Regions from separate parts of the Callithrix jacchus genome. Here region 1 is linked to region 2. Evidence: chromatin contacts called from public Hi-C data. All regions are on one chromosome and are shown on one strand. Each heading gives the region's core, a stretch centred on a gene start, on an enhancer-like site or on the middle of the called end of the contact. The rest is flanking DNA. Distances are from core to core; before and after follow the strand shown. Region 1 holds the start of HOMER2 (homer scaffold protein 2). Region 2 overlaps HOMER2 (homer scaffold protein 2).

What was found. A called contact is a pair of places that touch in the nucleus more often than the background predicts.
Region 1: a contact with region 2 is called in a Hi-C map of skeletal muscle, with 2.1 times the contacts expected there. The contact joins the promoter of HOMER2 here to the enhancer-like site in region 2. A contact is called at or near these places in 2 of 3 Hi-C or Micro-C datasets (both in skeletal muscle).

The regions. Positions count from the first base shown.
Region 1 is chr6:24,222,460-24,228,111 of calJac240_pri, reverse strand. HOMER2 (homer scaffold protein 2) reads left to right here and starts at 3,682. Exons shown (of 9, transcript XM_008998485.6): 1 at 3,682-3,906. The coding sequence starts at 3,902.
Region 2 is chr6:24,116,428-24,121,528 of calJac240_pri, reverse strand. HOMER2 (homer scaffold protein 2) reads left to right here. Exons shown (of 9, transcript XM_008998485.6): 9 at 1-811. The coding sequence ends at 89. Among named protein-coding and RNA genes, the nearest start is that of FSD2, 37 kb to the right of the region's middle. Within about 2 kb of position 2,253, at least 6 of the 16 cell types and tissues checked have an H3K27ac peak or open chromatin away from gene starts, as enhancers often do. A contact at or near this core is called in skeletal muscle, where this site is marked.

The DNA.
Region 1 (5,652 bases), core at 2,433-4,932, 110 kb before region 2:
TTCTCTGCCCAGGGTGCTCGGGAGAATGTGTGAGCAATAAAGAAGAGGAAGGGTACACATGGAGCTGCTGCCTGTTCCCTTAGCTCCCAGGCTTGGATACATTCCCTGATGGGCTACCCACAGTTATCTGATCTGCCCCGGTTACATAGGATGTTTCTCAGACCAACTGCCCTTGCTTGGCAATCAGATTTTGGAAGCCTCTGCTGTCTGCACAGAATGGCATTGAGCTTGTGCTGGTCAAGGTCTGCCTCCTGGGCTGGACTTCTGGGGGCATTGCTGCCCTGCTCATTCCCAACTGAGAAGCTATCCAAATACCAGTTTGTATTTTCCCAGCAGTACTGTTTCAGATTTGGCTTCTGTGCCATCACCTCCCTCTCATGCATGCTCAGTAGGTGTCCTGGCTTCCTTTAGGAAAAAGCAAATGTACTTGGCAAGAGTTCCCGCAACCTCTCTTGCCTTCCCTGGGACCACAGCTCCTGCCTTCTCCATGGGTAACTCCTCCTGCTAAGCCTGGATCCATCCTCTCTCACTTTCTCTAGGACAATCCCTCTTGCTCCTATCTTTGGCCTTGTCCCCCGCTGCCACCCCCAGCCCCCTTCACTGGCTCCTCTTTTTTTTTTCTCCACCACTTGTCAGCAGGAATAAACGATTCTCCTGCCTCAGCCTCCCAAGTAGCTGGGATTACAGGTGCCCACCACTACACCTAGCTATTTTTTTTTTGTATTTTTAGTAGAGATGGGGTTTCACCATGTTGGCCAGGCTGGTCTGGAACTCCTGACCTCAGGTGATCCACCCACCTCGTCCTCCCAAAGTGCTGGTATTATAGGCGTGAGCCACCTCACCCAGCCCTGGCTCCTCTTGCTCAGCCTAAAAGGACATTTATGTCTCTTGGCCTACAAAGGCTCTCCTTGGCCTTGCCTCAACCTCCAGCTAGCCCCGAATCTCTCTCCCCTTCACTTTGGGCTTCTTGAAAGGATAGACCTCACCGATCATCTCCCTTCACTACTGAGCCATGGAGACCATGGAGGTAGGAGTTTCCACAGAAAAAGGGTGACTGTATTGGCATCCATGGAGGGACGCTGATAGGAACATCAAGTGTCCCCTCTCGAGGAAGCATTCCAAAATAATGAAATACTGCTGGAAAGGACTGCCCCAGAAAATCAGACTGAGAGCTGGAGCGATCTGAAAAAGCTCCCAAGAAGCAGAACCTGACCTGAGCCTGGAGTTGTTGGGGTTGAAGGAGAGGAGTGGAGGCCGCTCCCCACATGGATGGCAGCCATAAGTTGGAGAAAGGAAGGGCATCCATTTCCAAATATTTTCTGATCTACTGTTTCCTCTCCTCATCTCAGGGTGACAGCCTTTGTCCCACGGTGACAGCCACTTTAATCATGGAGTATTTAATCTCATGTGGGTCATACCTCCAGCATTGCCACTGACTATGTGAAGTGGCCAGAGTGATTCACCACCCCAGCTGGTTAACCTCCTTGCATCTTGCCAAGGTAATGGGGGTGTGCCCTTTCTATCAGTGGAGCAAAAGGAAGCTCACATTCAGGGCTTGGCCCCCTCCACATCGGGGTTCTATCTTCTGGTACCCCTACTCTAGCTGGACTGGTTCCTGCTATTCATTCTCTTTCTGCTGACTTCTCTCCTTGACCCTGCCAGGAACACCTTCCCCTCAAGTACCCTGGCTCAGCCCTGGTTTTTGGAATTCAGCTTGTGGTAGATGAACTTCCTCTAGGATCAAGAGCTTGTCAGCCTGAGCTGTACACAGACTCACGTGTGCTCACAGACCCTGGCCAATTTTGTGGCCTATGGCCTGTTGCTTATTCATTCATTCAGCACATACTTATGGAGGACCTTCAGGCACACTTGTAGGCACTGCAGCTACAATGATGATCAAAAAGATATAGCTTCATAAGAGTTTGCAGATGCATCTGAGTAATTTCAAACTATATAGTACAAAGAAGTACAATGAAGAAAAAGTATGAGTGTGCTCACAGTCTCATCTAGAGTATTAGGTAAAGCTTCCAAAGGAAGTGACAGTTTTAACTGAGATCTGAAGAATGAGTAGGAATTAACAAGGCAAGATAGTTGGGGTGACTGAGACAGGAGAGGAGAAAAATCTTCTCAGACAAAATAGCATGTGCAAAGGCCCTAGAGCAGGAAGGATGGCCGGCTGGCTGGAGTGTAGAAGGCAAGGCAGAGAGTGGGACGAGGGAAGGCTAGAAAGGGCAGTGGAGGCCAGAGGATCAGGGTCTTGTAGGACCGTGTTCATTATCTTGGGCTTCATCCCAAGAATGGTGGGAAGAAAGCCATTTAAGGATTTTACAGAGCGACGTAATTAGATTTGTACTTGAGAAATTACTGACTACACTGCGAAGCACAGATGAGAAGGGGGCTGGTGCCCCTGTGAGGAGAGTTGGAGGTTAGGTGACAGCTGTGGTCCCAAGAGAGGTGAGGGCAGGGTTAGGGTGGTGGCTGTGCTCCATCTGCTTGTCCCTTGACTCTTTGTTGTTGTTGAGACAGAGTCTGACTCTGTTGGCAGGCTGGAGTGCAGTGGCACGATCTCAGCATGCTGCAACCTTTGCCTCCTGGGTTCAAGAGATTCTCCTGCCTCAGCCTCCTGAGTAGCCGGGAATACAGGTACATGCCACCATGCCCAGCTAATTTTTGTATTTTTAGTAGAGATGGGGTTTCACCATGTTGGCTAGCCTGGTCAAACTCCTGACCTCAAATGATCCACCCATCTCCGCCTTCCAAAGTGCTGGGATTACAGGAGTGAGCCACTGTGCCCAGCCTGTCTCTTGACTTTTTTTACTGTCCTGAGATGCCAGGCTTATGTGGCAGTGTGTTCTCAACAGAAGATGATCCCGTGGAAGGCCCGGGGGTGGGGATGAAGGTTAGGTTAGTCCCAGTGCTAGCCTTTGGTAGAGACTCAGGACCTGATAGGTAGAAAGGGGACTAAGAGAGGCTGGTCTTCTTCAAGTTCTACTTTTGTCATCCGAATTCCCCTTGATTTAAGGATAAAAACAAGCTTGATGAAGCCTCCTTAAAACTGGTAGCCCTTCAGGTGGGAGCCTTCATCCCATTTTTATCCAGTAAAGAGCCCAGAGCACCTGCTGCAGGCTGTAGGATCCTTCCTGCCACTCTGGCTTCTAGAATTTCATGGTGGCGGGCACCTTAAGGCCACCCGGGTGGGCAACGGGCAGGAAGATGAAAGTGGGCTTTAAGGAGGAGCACAGCTATGCGCATCTCAGATTCTGGAGACCTGAACGAACTCTAATCTGAATGTGTGACCTTGGGCAAATCACTTACCCTCCCCAGGTCTCTGTTCCCCCATTTGCAAAGTAAAGGTAGCTCCAGAGTCCCCACCAGGTGCCAATGGCACTTTGAGCCCAGCAGGCAGGTGGCACTACGCGAGGCCCACGGGTCGGCGTGGGGCGGGGGCGCGCCGACGCGGGGCCACCACGGATGTCCGGGTGGCCCGGGAGAAAAGCGGCGACAACGCGGCGGTGCGGGGGACGGCGCTCGCACTGCCGCGCCCCCAGTCTCCTGGCTCGCCGCCGCGGCCCGGGGGCCACGAGGTTACGTAAGGAGCGGGGCGGAGAGAGCGGGCGGGGGGAGAGGGCGGGGCGGGCGCCGCCCCAGCGCGGACGCCCAGCCAGCGGCAGCCCAGCCCCCGCCCGCCCGCGCCTGGCGGCGGCGGCGGCAGCAACGGCGGCGGCGGCGGCAGCAACAGCGGCAGCAGTGGCAGCCGCGCAGCCCCGCGGAATGGAGCGGCGCCGGGGCTGAGCCGGGCGCGCACGGGCCGCCGCATGTGCCGCGCGGGGAGCGGCTGCCGAGCGGGCAGAGAGCAAGCGCCAGAGGCCCCGTCGGAGCGGCCGCCGGAGCAGCGCCGGAGATGGGGTAAGTGAGCCCGCGCCGCGCGCGCTCCGCGCGCCCCTCCGGAGAGACTGCGGGGCCGCGGCACGCGTCCCCGGGCTTGGAGCCCCGGGACGGACTGGCCCCGGTCTCCCCAAGCTGGAGTGAGCGCGCTGCCAGCCCCCGGGAGTCTGGGGCCACCCGATCCGCGCCCTCCGCAGGGGCGCGCAGACACCCGGCAGGGGCACCCTGGCCTGGGCGAGTAGCCCGTGGCCCTTCGCCTCCCAGCCAGCCCGGGCGCGGGGGCACCTGGCGGGGACCGGTGCCCTGGCCGGCCTCCAGCCTCGGCCATTCCGCGTTCTCTTCGCCCCGGGGCGCAGTCAACTCCAGGGCCTGTGTTTGTGAGTCTCAGAAGCAGTTTGTCGTTCTCCACGTTTGGATTTATTACAAGCAAAATGGAAATCGAAGTTTTCCTGGAAAGGGAACAAACACCTCAAATAATAATAAACCTCCAGCGTAGGAATAGTGGACTTTGGATCTGCTTTGAGATGGCCGAAGATGATGGAAGTCTATAGGGAACCTAGGTGAGGCTTCAGTCTTTGAAACAACTGAGTAGATGCTCAGGAGGGAAGGTGAAATACACTGTCGAAGTCACTAATGCTTCTGAGTATATAAAGTAATTTAAAAGCAGGATTGCTTTCCCCTCCGCGTCTCTCTGAGCAGTAGGCTCTGATATGGGAGCCACTGTGCTGATAGCACAGTAACTCCTTACATGTGCTCACCCTATTTGGGCACACGTTGATGGTTTGTCATACGTATTCAGGGGACACTTATTATGCCCACTTTACAGATGAGGAAACTGAAGCCCAAAGTAGTTCGGTGACTTCCCTCAGGCTGTGCAGCCGATGAGCATTTGTATATCAGGGGGACACTTAGCCTGCCACTGCCTGGCATGTGGGCATGGAGGTAGGCAAGTGAACCAGAGTTCCCAAATCTCTCTGTTCCTTGCTGCTGAACCCAGCATTCTTCCAACAGCCCCTCCCAGGACTCAATGCTTCTCAGAGGGTCTAGAGCTCTTGCTTTCCTGTTTGGGATGGGTGGGGCCTGGGAAGGCAAGGGTGCAGTGGAAGGAGCAGGATTGTCCTGGTGGACTGGCTTAGCCCTCCTTGGTCAGTGGCTTTCTTGCACTCCAGGTAAGTTTCTGGAGTCATTTTGCCCAGTGAGCCTTAGCCATGGGAGCTGCAGAGTGTGTGAGGGGCTCAGAGACAGGCCAAGAGGAATTTTGAGGAAAGGAAGTGTGAGGGCTGTGGGCCAGCATGAACTGGATATGACAGAGGTGAGGACAGAGAAGGGGGTAAGGCGGGCAGGGAGGGCTGAAGAAGTTTGCTTACATCAAGGAGATTTTACATGGACAGCAACTGTGGGTGATTCTACCCCGCAGCACCCAAGCTGGCAGGCTGTTTTTCTGTAACATTTCCAGTGAGTCCTCAGTGGACTGTGAAAAGGCTGATCTTTGAGCAGTAGGAGTCTTTGAGGTTCTCAGATTTCATACTTTAAAAAAATGTATAGGGAAAAAGGAGTTGGCAAATGTAAGGTCTCAGGATGGAAGATAAAAGGGATCTGGTAATTTTAACTCTCTCTCTGGCCCTCCCTCCCCACAGCCAACATAAAACCAACCCACCATACTTGTGTGATCAAAAACAAATATTGAAATTCTGTGGTTGAGATCAAATAGTTCTGTGGAAATGAAAATGTTTACTCATAAAACCTTAAAGGAAATGTCAAAAAATA
Region 2 (5,101 bases), core at 1,004-3,503:
TGAAGAGCTTCCTGGAGGTGCTGGATGGGAAGATTGACGACTTGCACGACTTCCGCCGAGGCCTCTCCAAGCTAGGCACCGATAACTAGGGCTGGCCGAGGCCCGGGCCCCGCCTGTGAGTCCCAAGTGTGTGTGCGAGACCAGATAGCTCTAGAATGTTCTCCTATGTGCGTTGCTTCTGTAAATGCAGGCACAGTTTGTCGTGTTTCCAAACCAGTTGTGCCGTCCACTCACTCCTTTCCAGGATAGAAATCTCCTCTCACTTCTCTGGCCTTGTGAGGTTGTGGACAACTGGAAGATTCTGACTCAGGAATCCAGAACTAGGTCTACCTTAAACATTTATGCAGTTAGGGCAGGGATGTTTATATCTTTCATAAGGGCTGTTGCAACCATATGAACTGAAAAAACACATTTTCTAATCCAAATACTGATATTCTTGACACCAGGCCATCAGGCTCCTTTTATTGAATAGCATTCAGAGTATTTGAATGTCCACCAGGCACCAGCCCCGGGGGGCACAGAGAGAACAACATTCCTCTCCATCAACATCGAGAGGCTTTGAAACTACTGTTTAGTGGAGGCTTATTGAGAGATGGAAAACAAGCTCCCGGTGAGTGCATTTTTTGGCCCGGGAACCGCCTGCCTCTGCGATACTGGCCCCTACCCCCAGTTTGTATGGTTGCGACAGTGTTCCTTTTCTTGGTTTTAATTTCTGAGCAGATGATTGTGCTGTGCGAACAGCACACAGTGAGGGTGCCTTGCACAATGCCTGGCACAAAGTAGGTGCTTAATAAATATCTGTTCAATTAAACATGTACACAGAATTTAGTGTTTTAATCAAACCCCACAGCATAGCTGGGACCCTGTTGAATGATGCACCATCTTTGCTGTGCTGGGTAGTTATCAGACATGAATGTCACTGTGTGGTCAAAACCAAGCTGGGGCTCGGGTGGCCCTGGGGCAGGGAGGGAGAAGGAGAACCAGCAGGAGCTGGTCTGAGGTCCCCTGGAGCCCATCCGTGATGCTCTGCTCTGGGGCTCTCCGACCCTCGAATTGCCTTTTCCCCCAGGAATGGGGGCTGTGGCCTGGAAATTCCAGGTATAAGGGCTGCCCAGGGCTTGGGATCTAGGGTGAGATTCTCTTATGGGTCTGGACAATTGAAAAGAAATTGCAGACAATCACGCAGGGAGAGCCTCAGCCCTTGCAACAGAGGTTTCCACCCACCTTTTCCCCCTGCCTTTCTCAGCTTCTTCTAGGGAAGGGACTGCAGCCATAAACCTCCCCTGTCTGACAGAGCTGCTCAGTGGGGCCAGTGGGCCCGTGGGTGCTGTTGGCATCCTACCCTGGGAGGTCGCCCACGTGTGGCAAGATGTTTTGAATCCCTGGCCCCACAGATCCCTAAATGCCTTGGGCAGGGGGGAGGCTTTGGTGCCCCCTTATCCCTTTGAGAACCGCCTAAGAGAACTACTCCCTCTAGAAACCTCCCGTGGACGCAGAGTTTCTCCCTGCTGAATTTGTATTAATGAGCAAACAACCCAAGGAGGGAGGGAGATAGGGTCCCCTCGCAGGTGCCCTGGGCCCCCAGGTGAATGCATGAGTCCTCCTGCTCTCCTTCCCTTCCCCTCAGTGAGATGCCTCTCTGAGCTGGAGAGTCTTGTGTGGGATGCAGACAAGGGAAGGCCAGGGACCTGGGGCACCAAGGCACTTTAGAGAAGCCCCCACAGGGTGAATGGGGGCTTTGGTTGAGTACACAGGGCTCTTGGCAGACAGGAAGTAGAAAGTGTGGCCAGACCTCTTTGTGATTCGGCCTAGGCTGCTGCTGGCCCTGCCCTTTCCCCAGAGCTCCAGATGGCTCTCAGGACAGTCGGTAGCAGCTTCCTGCTGGCTGCACCAGGAGACCAGAGAGCAGAGCTGGCTATAAGTCGGCCTCCTGGGCCAGCAGCGGGATAGGAATTCTCAAGCCAGCCTGGTCCACCCAGCAGCAGGCTGGGTGTGTGGCTGCCTGGGAGCAGTGGACACTGGGTTCCGAAATCCCCCCACTTGGGTCTTCAGATGACCTCTGTCTGTGTATCAGGTGACTTAAGAATCTAGGAAGAGCCCTCTTGACTGACAAGACCATGCTTAGGTGGCATATACATAGCATAGTTACTAAAGCCACTTGGGCATTCTGCTAGCAGTGACTTTAGAAAACTCCAGAAGTGGAGGTGTAGAAAAGGTTGGAAGAGCCATTTCCACAGTGGGCTGCTGTGCAGTCAAGACCTATGATCCCAGCTCACCAACCACTGAAGTGTGTGGGGAGCCCCCTGTGGGGAGCCCCCTGTGGGCAGCAGGTGAGGAACTTGATTCCTCCTGCTGTGTGTCTGGCTCTATAGCTGTTGCAGCCCCGGAGCTAAGAATAGTAGGGACCCCTTTAAAGGGAAGTTGGGCTTGGCTGTGAAAGCACAACAGCTTTTACAGAGCACTGAAGTTTCCATTCCTTCTGCTTTCCTCTAAAGATCTTAGTGTCTCTTCATTTACTTTCTTTTAAATTAATGGCCCTGGAGCAACCTGGACGGTGTTCCCGTGGGCTGCTGTGACGTGCCCTCGTTTATTCTGGCATCCAGCCCAGTCTCAGTACTGTTGTCCTAACCTTACACCAGATGCAGGCAGAACCTAAGCTGCTCACTGGTGAGCATCGCAGCCGCCTGTGCTCTTGGAAGGTGCAGGGCCAGGTCTGCACTTTCAGTTTGCAGATGAGGTCTCCTGATTTTGGCATTTCCAAGACTGGCTGCTGTACCGTGATAAGCTTTCCTTCTGCCCCCATGAAACCTGGTGTCTAAATGAAGTCAACAAAACTTGGAACTCTTTAATCAAGAGGATCTTTAAAAATTACTTTTCATTCCAGTCAAGACCCAACTGGATACGGGTCTTGGGAGTGGCAAGGAAGCCTCCCTAGTGCTGCCTGGGGAATGTAAAACCACCAGAGAGACAGGTTGGGACAGTGTGGTCAGGCCTTGGAGGGAAAGGACCAGTATCCACACAAGATGTCAAATTCCTGTGGCTCCTCAGTTTCATCTGTCCTGCCTGCCATCATATTAAGGCTTTAATTGGGTTAGAGAACAGGGCAGAGACTGTCCCCTCGTTTTGCAGATGGGAAGTAGAGACAGAAAGTGACATGTCCAGGGTCACCCTGCGGTGACCAGCAGCGTGGACTCTGCATCCAGGTCTCCTGGACCTTAGTACAGTACCTTTTGAGCCATGCCACTCTTGTCCCTTTGGTGACCCATGAATGCCAAGAGAAAATAATTATATCCTGATAAGAGCACATTGCAATTATATTATTTTAATATGTGCCCACAGCAAAGGACAGTTTACAAAGGTATGAATCAGAATGACATTTAGGAATGTTTGTTATAAACAGTAACAGAGTTCCACTTTGAAATGATTCTGGTTTTGCAGGAATCATTCTAAGAAAGTTGGTTAAAATGGTGTCCATGCCTGTGAGGCCAGTTCTATAGAAAACAAACACACCCCGAGGTCTTTACTGGCTTCAGTGGAGGCAGAGCAGTATGTTTAAAACAAGAGGGAGACCTTGAGATCGCAGGAATGGAAACAGAACAGAGTTCTAGTTGGAAGCGGCCTCTCCACTGCCTGCCCCTTCCCAGAGATGCGCTCCTTTCTGGCTTTCCGGGGAGGGAGCAGCCTTGCTCAGTCGGGGGAGCAGCATGAATGGGACCTGATCAATACCCAGGAAGACTGTGCACAGAGGGCCATTGGTCTCCAGCCTGCGGGCTCCGTGAGCACAGTTCATGGTGATGGTGGGCAGGCGCCTGCCTGCTGTGGACTGCATTTGATACAAAACATCAAGTAAAGGGTGGAGCATAATACAGTGAATGTGCCTCCCAAAACTATCATGATCTGCCTGTTTTTTTTTTTTTTTTTGAGATGGAGTTTCGCTCTTGTTGCCCAGGCTGGAGTGTGCAGTGGCGCGATCTCTGCTCACCACAACTTCCGCCTCCCAGGTTCAAGCAATTCTCCTGCCTCAGCCTCCCAAGTAGCTGGGACTACAGGCGTGCACCATCATGCCCAGCTAATTTTGTATTTTTAGTAGAGACGGAGTTTCTCCATGTTGGTCAGGCTGGTCTCGAACTCCCGACCTCAGGTAATCTGCCTGCCTCAGCCTCCCAAAGTACAGGTGTAAGCCACTGCGCCAGCTATGATCTGCCTATTTTAACAGGGCTCTTTTTCTTTAGAAACATCTCCTCCTCTGTAGAAACCAGGAACAATTTTGGATGAGAGCCAACCACAGGATGTGCTGGGGACCTTATGATGAGATCTCACATATGGCCAGGTGCACCTTTGGGAGGAAGGCAGCAGTGATGTGACTTAGCACAGGGACTGGAAAGAGGGAACCAGGGCTGGGCGCGGTGGCTCACACTTGTAATCCCAGCACTTTGGGAGGTCGAGGCAGGCAGATCATGAGGTCAGGAGTTCCAGACCAGCCTGGCCAACATGGTGAAACCTCGTCTCTACTAAAAAAAATTCAAAAATTAGCTGGGGGTGGTAGTAAGTGCCTATAATCCCAGCTACTCAGGAGGCTGAGGCAGGAGAATGACTTGAACCTGGGAGGCGGAGGTTGCAGTGAGCTGAGATCGTGCCACTGTACTCCAGCTTTGGCAACAGAGCTAGACTCCACCTCAAAAAAAAAGGGAGCCAGCTGCTGGTCTTTGCTCATATCCAGAAGTGGATTGTTTGTTCCATTAGTCTTTCTGGAAGTTAAATTCTTTTGTTGCCTTGTCACTAGATTTTGAAGCACTTGCAAACTAGAAGCTTGCAGGATCAATGTCCATATATGTTTTTAAATGATATGCATGGTTTAAAAGGACCCTAATTTCTGAGTACATGGCTTCCCCAAAGATATTGTACATATTTTGGAGATGGTGGGGGTTTTGGCATGGAGAGGGATTCCTGTCTAGTCTAGAAATGTGTGTTACTTACATGTCTCTTTCATGCAACTGTCTCAAGAATATGGGTTTTCTAGTTTGCCTTTAAATGCTACTCAGGCAGGAAGGTGGCTTTGGTAAGATTTTTGAGATGGACGAAATGTTCTAGTGAGCTTAGG